Regions from separate parts of the Mus musculus genome. Here region 1 is linked to region 2. A link is a contact called in public HiCAR-type data. All regions are on one chromosome and are shown on one strand. Each heading gives the region's core, a stretch centred on a gene start, on an enhancer-like site or on the middle of the called end of the contact. The rest is flanking DNA. Distances are from core to core; before and after follow the strand shown. Region 1 holds the start of Ndufaf4 (NADH:ubiquinone oxidoreductase complex assembly factor 4). Region 2 holds the start of 1700025O08Rik (RIKEN cDNA 1700025O08 gene).

What was found. HiCAR-type assays count read pairs that join an accessible place to other places.
Region 1: a contact with region 2 is called in a HiCAR-type map of astrocytes, with 3 times the contacts expected there. The contact joins the promoter of Ndufaf4 here to the promoter of 1700025O08Rik in region 2. A contact is called at or near these places in 3 of 39 promoter capture datasets (hippocampal neurons and liver) and 1 of 115 datasets of contacts at active chromatin or transcription factors (astrocytes).

The regions. Positions count from the first base shown.
Region 1 is chr4:24,895,842-24,899,424 of GRCm38.p6, forward strand. Ndufaf4 (NADH:ubiquinone oxidoreductase complex assembly factor 4) reads left to right here and starts at 2,242. Exons shown (of 3, transcript NM_026742.4): 1 at 2,242-2,461; 2 at 2,732-2,835. The coding sequence starts at 2,326. It overlaps Gm46848 (a long non-coding RNA gene), which reads right to left and starts at 2,281. Exons shown (of 3, transcript XR_001784261.2): 1 at 849-2,281.
Region 2 is chr4:22,936,640-22,940,234 of GRCm38.p6, forward strand. 1700025O08Rik (RIKEN cDNA 1700025O08 gene) reads right to left here and starts at 1,796. Exons shown (of 2, transcript NR_169002.1): 1 at 1,488-1,796. It overlaps Gm30886 (a long non-coding RNA gene), which reads left to right and starts at 1,936. Exons shown (of 3, transcript XR_390437.1): 1 at 1,936-2,029.

The DNA of each region.
Region 1 (3,583 bases), core at 992-3,491, 2.0 Mb after region 2:
AGCCTGCTGCGATCTGGGTAACAGCTCACTGAGACAGCAATTCTGGAGCTCTTTGTCTGACGGGCAGGCAGCTCCTCACCTCTAATCCTCCTCTCCCTAGCACTATTCAGTGGCCTTCTTTAACATGTAGCCTTCAGCTTTCCCAGATTTGTAAGCTCTGTTGACTTCCTGAGTCTCATAAGCATCCCTCCTGCTTTAGGAGGGAAGGTTCAACCAGGAGGAAATTGCTACACAATGGTGAGGGAAGCTTGCAGGTTCTACCTGATGGTGACTATTACTGCTGCGAGTGCGAGGCAAAGGCAGATGGCATTCTAGACCCTTGTTATAATGCCTATTGATGTTCCAGCCTTCCCAGGTTCAACAACACCATCACATGGAAAGAGCATGCTAGTCAATGATTGAAACTGATCTTGGCATAAACACCCACTTTGTCCTGGCACCATTTGGGCATACAGCACGAAACAAAACAAAGGAAAATGTCTCTTCTCAAAAACTAGCATTTTACTGTTTTGGTGATATTTGGAGTTCATCACTATCATTCATTATCAGCTATCAACCTTACTTCAGTTTGGCTGAGAGAAAAGCAGACTTCTGACTTCCCTTGAGGGTCTGCCTTCAATCCTCAGGCAGAAGCCAGAAAGAAAATCTTAAGTTCAGACCTTCTGCTACATTGTATGTCTTGACAAGAAGAGCTGAAATTATGGATTTATGGTCCAGGATTTTGTTTCCATTCTGATTACCAAAGTAAGATAGCCAAAGGTGGGTTCTGCTGGAGCCTCTCTGCCTTGTTTTGGTCTTTAAGGGTCTGAGTAACCCCAGGCCAAGGCTAGATAAAACAATAGGCTCACCTGCCACTGTCTCTTCCAGTGTCAAATCCAAGCTTTCCTGCGTGTAGAAATTCACAGATCTTTAATTTTGTACTATCTGCTGTCCTGGACTCACTCGAAACTCTTGTGTAAGGTTACTTTCATGTAGCCCTAAGTTTGGTGGAATCACATGAAAATTTAAAATACTTTAGCAGGCAGTGAGTGGAATTGCTACTATAATTCTTAAAGCACAGAACAGACTTAATGAGGCCAAGGAACATTTCTTGATGTCCAGAGAAATTGGTTTTAAAAAAAAGGCACCCAGTTATGAACTTGTTTAAAAAGCTCTCAGATGGAAATCTTGGAGCAGACTGCCACCTTCAGGATAACTAACAAATTAACTCACTGAACACGGTTTTAGCTTCTACATAACCCATCTCCAGAGACAGGTTTCATAAGCAACAGTGAGAACTTTACCCCTCTAGTGTTTTCTCTATTATGAAACAGTTTAATTAGTAATAGTCCTTAAAAAAATGAAAACCCCTCCCCCTAATTTTTTTCTTTAAGTTGGTTAGACACAACTAATCTATTCACCTAACCAACCAGGCTAAAATCTTTAATAGATTTCACAACCACAGTCTGGGAAAAATATTAATTCGAAAACTTATTTTCTTGCTGGTGGGCTTTAAAAACTATGGGCCAATCACATTGAATACTTTCGGAAACGTAAAAGAAGGAAGAGACAAAGGGTGGGTGGAAGAGAAGGGGAAAGGAAGATAGAATGTGTACCGTAGATTTTTTTTTTCTTTTTCCAAATACAGCGTTAAGTTACACCAGGGTTTGCCAAGATTACAGAGACTCGAGAGGCAGTAGAGCTGAGAAATGGGGCTGAGAAGAGCACGGTGATTCAGCGCTAATGGAGGAGTATGTCAAGTTAGTACTACTTATGAGAGAAGGGGAAGGAAAGCCTAAAACTCATAGCACTAGGGACAAAGTGGCAGGAAAATGGTATGTCAAGATAGTGAAAGAGTTAAAACAAACAAACAAAACCAACACAAAATTGGCTCAGAAAGCTCCAGGCAAGGGACAGGAAAATAAGGGCTGTTAGAATGGAATTGCGGCTGAGAACAAATATTCTCAATTTCTCAAAAGCATGGGCAGGTAAATTCAGAACCTTGACCCTGCGCTCTGCCCTCTGAAGAGGTTGGAAGATCTCCGCTCCACACTGGCTACTCGGGATTTTGCAACCGTGGGATCACAGCAGCTCATCCTTAAAGACTCCGGAGTCGCCGGCCGGCGTCCCTGACAACGCCCAGATGTCTGCGCATGCGCCTGTGCGGAAGGGTGGGCGGGGCGGAGTCCAGGGTGCGTCCTCCCGGCCACCAGGGGGCGACGAGCGCGTCCTCGGCGTTTTACCGGTGCCTGGCCCCTGGTGTGCGCATGCTCCGTGCGTACAGAGGTCACCGGTGCCGGTGGCTTCTACACGTGCGTAGTGAACTAAGGGCATCATGATTTAGAGATGGGGGCTCGCGTGACCCGCGCCTTAAGGAACTTCAACGTGGAGAAGCGAGCGGAGCGAGAGATCAGCAAGAGGAAGCCCTCCATGGCACCCAAGCACCCTTCTACCCGCGACCTCCTGCAGGAGCACCGGAGTCGTGAGTGCAGTCCCTCCCAGGCCTCCGGTGACATTGAGGTCGTCCCCGCGCGGGCCCCGGGTGGTGGCGGCTGGAAGGAATCCCGGAGCCCAAGGCAGCCCGCGCTCTCTCCCGGCGTCTGCGCAGGCTGCACGCAGACTCTCGTCCAAGTGTTTGCCCCAAGATGTCCAGATGATTTTTTTTTTTAATATTGTACATGTTTACGAGTTTAGAGATTTTTTTCCTTAAAAAAAAAAAAAAAAGATACTATGGCTTATTTTCTTTCCTTAGAGTATCCAGAAATCGAAGAAGTTGTTTCTAAAAAAGATAACAAGCTGCTGTCATTGCTAAGAGATGTATATGTCGATTCCAAAGATCCGGTGCCTGCCTTGCCGGTAATGTATACGTTAATTAAGTTGGCAGTTTATTTTGGAGGTCTGAGAAAGTGATCAAGAAAAAGAGGGCAACGAGTGAAAGTGCAAAGTGTGTGTGTGTGTGTGTGTGTGTGTGTGTGTGTGTGTGTAGAGGGGAGCAGTCAGTGTAGAGCACAGACAGCTAGACACAGGCAGGCCTGGACCCCCTTCGATACTTAGGGTATACTTAGGGTATACTTAGGGTATACTTAGGGTATACCGAAAGACCTGTGAAGGGATTGATTGGATGGACCTGTGTGAATTGTTTATTGCAGAAGTTGTAGGGTTGGGTTACGGCATTTTTTAGTGGTTTTCTGAGTGACCAGTATGACTTTGAGAGCTATTTCATATTCTGTAAATTAAGATGCTCTTAATGACAACCTCAGTGTTTGGGGGTTTGGAGTGGGGGCACGTTCATAGTTTTGAGGATGTGTCCCAACAGGATATGTAATATTATATGTAAGTTAATATAGCATGCTGGAATGATGGGTATGTCTCCTGTGTCAGGTGTAAGTGTTGTGTGTAGTGATTAAAACAGTAATTACTCTCTGAGGCCCATGGTACGTTGCGGACCACAGACCATTCCGTGGATGAGCAGCTGTACAACTATAATGTAATTACGGGCTGGGGAAGATGAAAGGCTGCTTCTGAGGAAGTGACATTTAACCCTGGGCCTGGAGTGCAAATTGAAGTTGCAGCCTGGAAGGCAAAGAATTAGATTAAATGAAGA
Region 2 (3,595 bases), core at 546-3,045:
TTGTTGAGTATTTATATAGTTTGGTTAATCAGAGTAACTGTGGCTTTATGAAATGAACGGTGGAATGTCAAAGTCCCTTCTGTTCTACTTAATGGGATAATTTGAAGAGTATTGGCATTTACTCTTGGAAGTTCTGGTATAATTCTGCCCTAAAACCTTCTTTTCCTTGGACTGTTTTCGGTTGGGAGACATTTAAATATTTCTTCTATTTCACTGGAAGATATTTAGTTTAGTATACATTACTTAATTGATCATGATTTAACTTTGGTAAATGGTACCTATAGAGAAAGTTATCCACTTCTTTATTTTTCCAGAGTCAAGGTTTAAAAGTACATACTATGTTTCTCTGGATTTCTTCTGTGTCTGTTGTCATCCTCCTCCTTTCTTTTCTGATTTTCTTAATCTGTGTATTCTCTTGCTACCTTTTACTTAATTTGGATAAGGATTTGTCAATGTCATTGATTTTCTTAACCAACTATTTGTTTCATTGATTTCTTTTATTGATTTTTGTTTCTATTTTATTGATTTTAGTCTTGAGTTTGAATATTTCTCTCTATACTTTTTTTACATGTGATTTTTTTCTTTTTGTTCTAGAACTTTTAGTTATGCTGTTAAGATACTAGTATGAAATCTCTCCAATTTTTATATATTTGAATATAGTGCTTTGAATTTGTCTCTTATAACAACCTTCATTTTGTCCCATAAATTTGGGTATGTTGTAAATATATTTTTTATTCAATTCTAGAATGTCTTTGCTCTCTTTCTTATATTCAGTAGAGAATTGTTTCCATGTGCTTGTAAGCTTTCTGTTGTTTCTGTTGTTATTGATATCCAGCTTTAACTAATGATGGTCAGATAGGATGAAGTGTCTTACTTTCATTTCCTTGTATCTGTTGAGACTTGCTTTGTTTCTGAGTATTTGATGAGTTTGGAGTATGGTAGATGAGATGCTGAGAAAATGAGACATTATTTTCGTTTGGGTAAAATGTTCTTTAAATATGTTAGGTCCTTTTGGTTTATAATATAGTTTAACCCAACATGTTTCTCTGTAACTTTTGTCTTGATGACCTGTCTATTGGTGACAGTTGGATATGAACTTCTATATGTGATTTATGTTGTAATAGTGTTTCTTTTACAAACTTGGATTTCATAGGTGTGGAGTGTATATGTTAAGAATCGAAACCTCTTGGTGCATTATTTTTTTATGAGTATTCAATATCCTTTAGTCTCACTTCTAATTAGTTTTGGTTTGCAGGCTATTTTGTTAGATATTAAGATGGCTATCCTTCTTGCTTCTTAGGTGTTTTAAAATCTTTTCCCAGCCTTTTACCCAGAGCTTATGTCTATCCTTGATATTAACGTATGTTTTCCTTTTTAGAAAAGCTAATATGTACACACATGTACAAGATAAAAATCCTCATAAAAGCACACTTTATCTATCTTAGTCCCTTTTCTGTGGTTATAGAACAGTATGGTTTCAATCTCACCATTCAGAAGGCTGAGGTAGGAGGACTGTTGTAAGTTTTAAGCCAACATTCGTTCCACAGCCAGTTCCAACGTAGCCTGTGTTTCTGGTTGAGACTATGGTACAAACATAAAAGTGAAAGAAACCTATCATACCAAAATAATAATTATTTATCTGACTCATACTTATGCTGGCTGGGAAGGTTAAGGACATATTAGCAGCATCTGGAGAGTTTCTGTTCTTTTTGTCATGACATTGTAGAAGGAACAAAACAGTATTCACAGATGCAGAGGAATCAAAATCTCTCCCTCTCCTTTATCATTAGCATACTGGACAGTAAGTCACTCCCACAGTAACAGCAGCCACTGACTCATTCATGCTGGCAGGCTCCTGTGACATCACTATGCTCTGAATGTCTCACTGCATACTGTTTCCATTGCAAGGGAGTTTCAACATGAGTTGAGGAGGCTGCAGTCTGACGGAGTCTCACTTTAATTACATTGTCTGATCTGTACTCCATCTCTGGTTACCACTTGTTTGAAGATTCATATAGGTCTATCACAGGTATCTTTATAAAAAATATAAGCAGATATGAGCACACATTATTGTTCTTTATCTTTTCCTACATAAACAAGAACCAATTCAACACCAACCTGAGTATATTACTTTTCCTCCCATTAATGTATCTTAGAAATTATTCTGCATTGATACAGAAATTTCTAACAATGTTTATTTCAGGGGTCAAGCATGGGATAGACCTAAGTGCCCATGTACATATGTACCAGATGTGCAGTTTGGTCTTTATGAGGGTCCCCAAACAACTGGAACAGGAGTTGTCCCTGAATCTGTTGTCTGCTTATAGATCCCATTCCCCCAAGTGAGCTACCTTGTCTGTGCTCAGTGGGAGAGGATTGCGTGGTCCTACAGTGGCTTGATGTGCCAGGGTGGGGTGATAAGGTGGAGGCTCCCCCCCAGCCCCCGCTCAGAGCAGAAGGGGAAGAGGGCATAGGAAAAGGGGTTGTATTTGGGGGTACTTTGAGGAGGGGAGATGCAATTGGGATATAAAGTGAATAAATGAAATAATTAATAAAAATAATATAAATTTATAGAGTGCATGCAAGAGCACACATAGACGTGCATAAAAAAAAAAAATCCAGATACTCAGCCTGGGTGGTATGTAACCTTCAAAAGTGACTGCAGCTGAATCAATAGTGATTCAAGTCACCATTTTTTTTTCCTTTTAAATTTCTCACTGACTGTGAAGTTGTCTAATGTATTGGTAGTTAAGAGAGAGGTTTTTATAACCATGTGACCTCCCAACACAAACATTGTGAGAAAGTGTTTCTTGTATGCAGCAGAATAATTCTCTTTTGTTTGTTTGTTTTTGCATCCATTTTGTTAGTCTGTGTCATTTTATTGGGTTATTGAGACCATTGGTTTTGAAAGATATCAATATGCAATACCTTTTGGTTTATTCTCATTATTTTGTTGTTGTTTCTCTCTCTCTCTCTCTCTCTCTCTCTCTCTCTGTGTGTGTGTGTGTGTGTGTGTGTGTGTGTTTCCCTGATTTTGACTATTTGACTTTTCTGCTCTGAAATTATTTATTCCCTATGTTTTTTTGGGATTTACTTAGCCTCTTTAGGTTGGAGTTTTCCTTCTAGTACTTTGTAAGGATAGATTTGTGGATAGGTATTGCTTAAATATAGTTTTATCGAGGAGTATCTTCTTTACCTATCTATGGTAATTGAAAATCTTTCTGCATATAGTAGTCCTGGCTTGGATAAGTTTCCTCCTTGAGTCTTCAGAACATTGGGCCAGACCCTTCTGGTTTTTAGAGGATTCATTGAGAAGTCAGGTGTAATTCTAGAAAATGTCTTTATATGTTCTTGATCTTCTTCCCTTGTGCTTTTAAAATTCTTCCCCTATTGTGCACATTTGGTGTTTTGATTATTGTGTTCCAAGTTTCTTTCTTTCTTGCTCGGTTTATTTGTTATACCTCCCACTTCTTGTGGTTTCATAGGTATCTCCTTCTTTTGGTTAAGGAAAATATCTTGTATGATTTTGTTTACAGGCTTATCTGGGTCTTTGAGCTGGCTCCTTTTTCCTATCATTCTGTGTCTTTTCACAGTG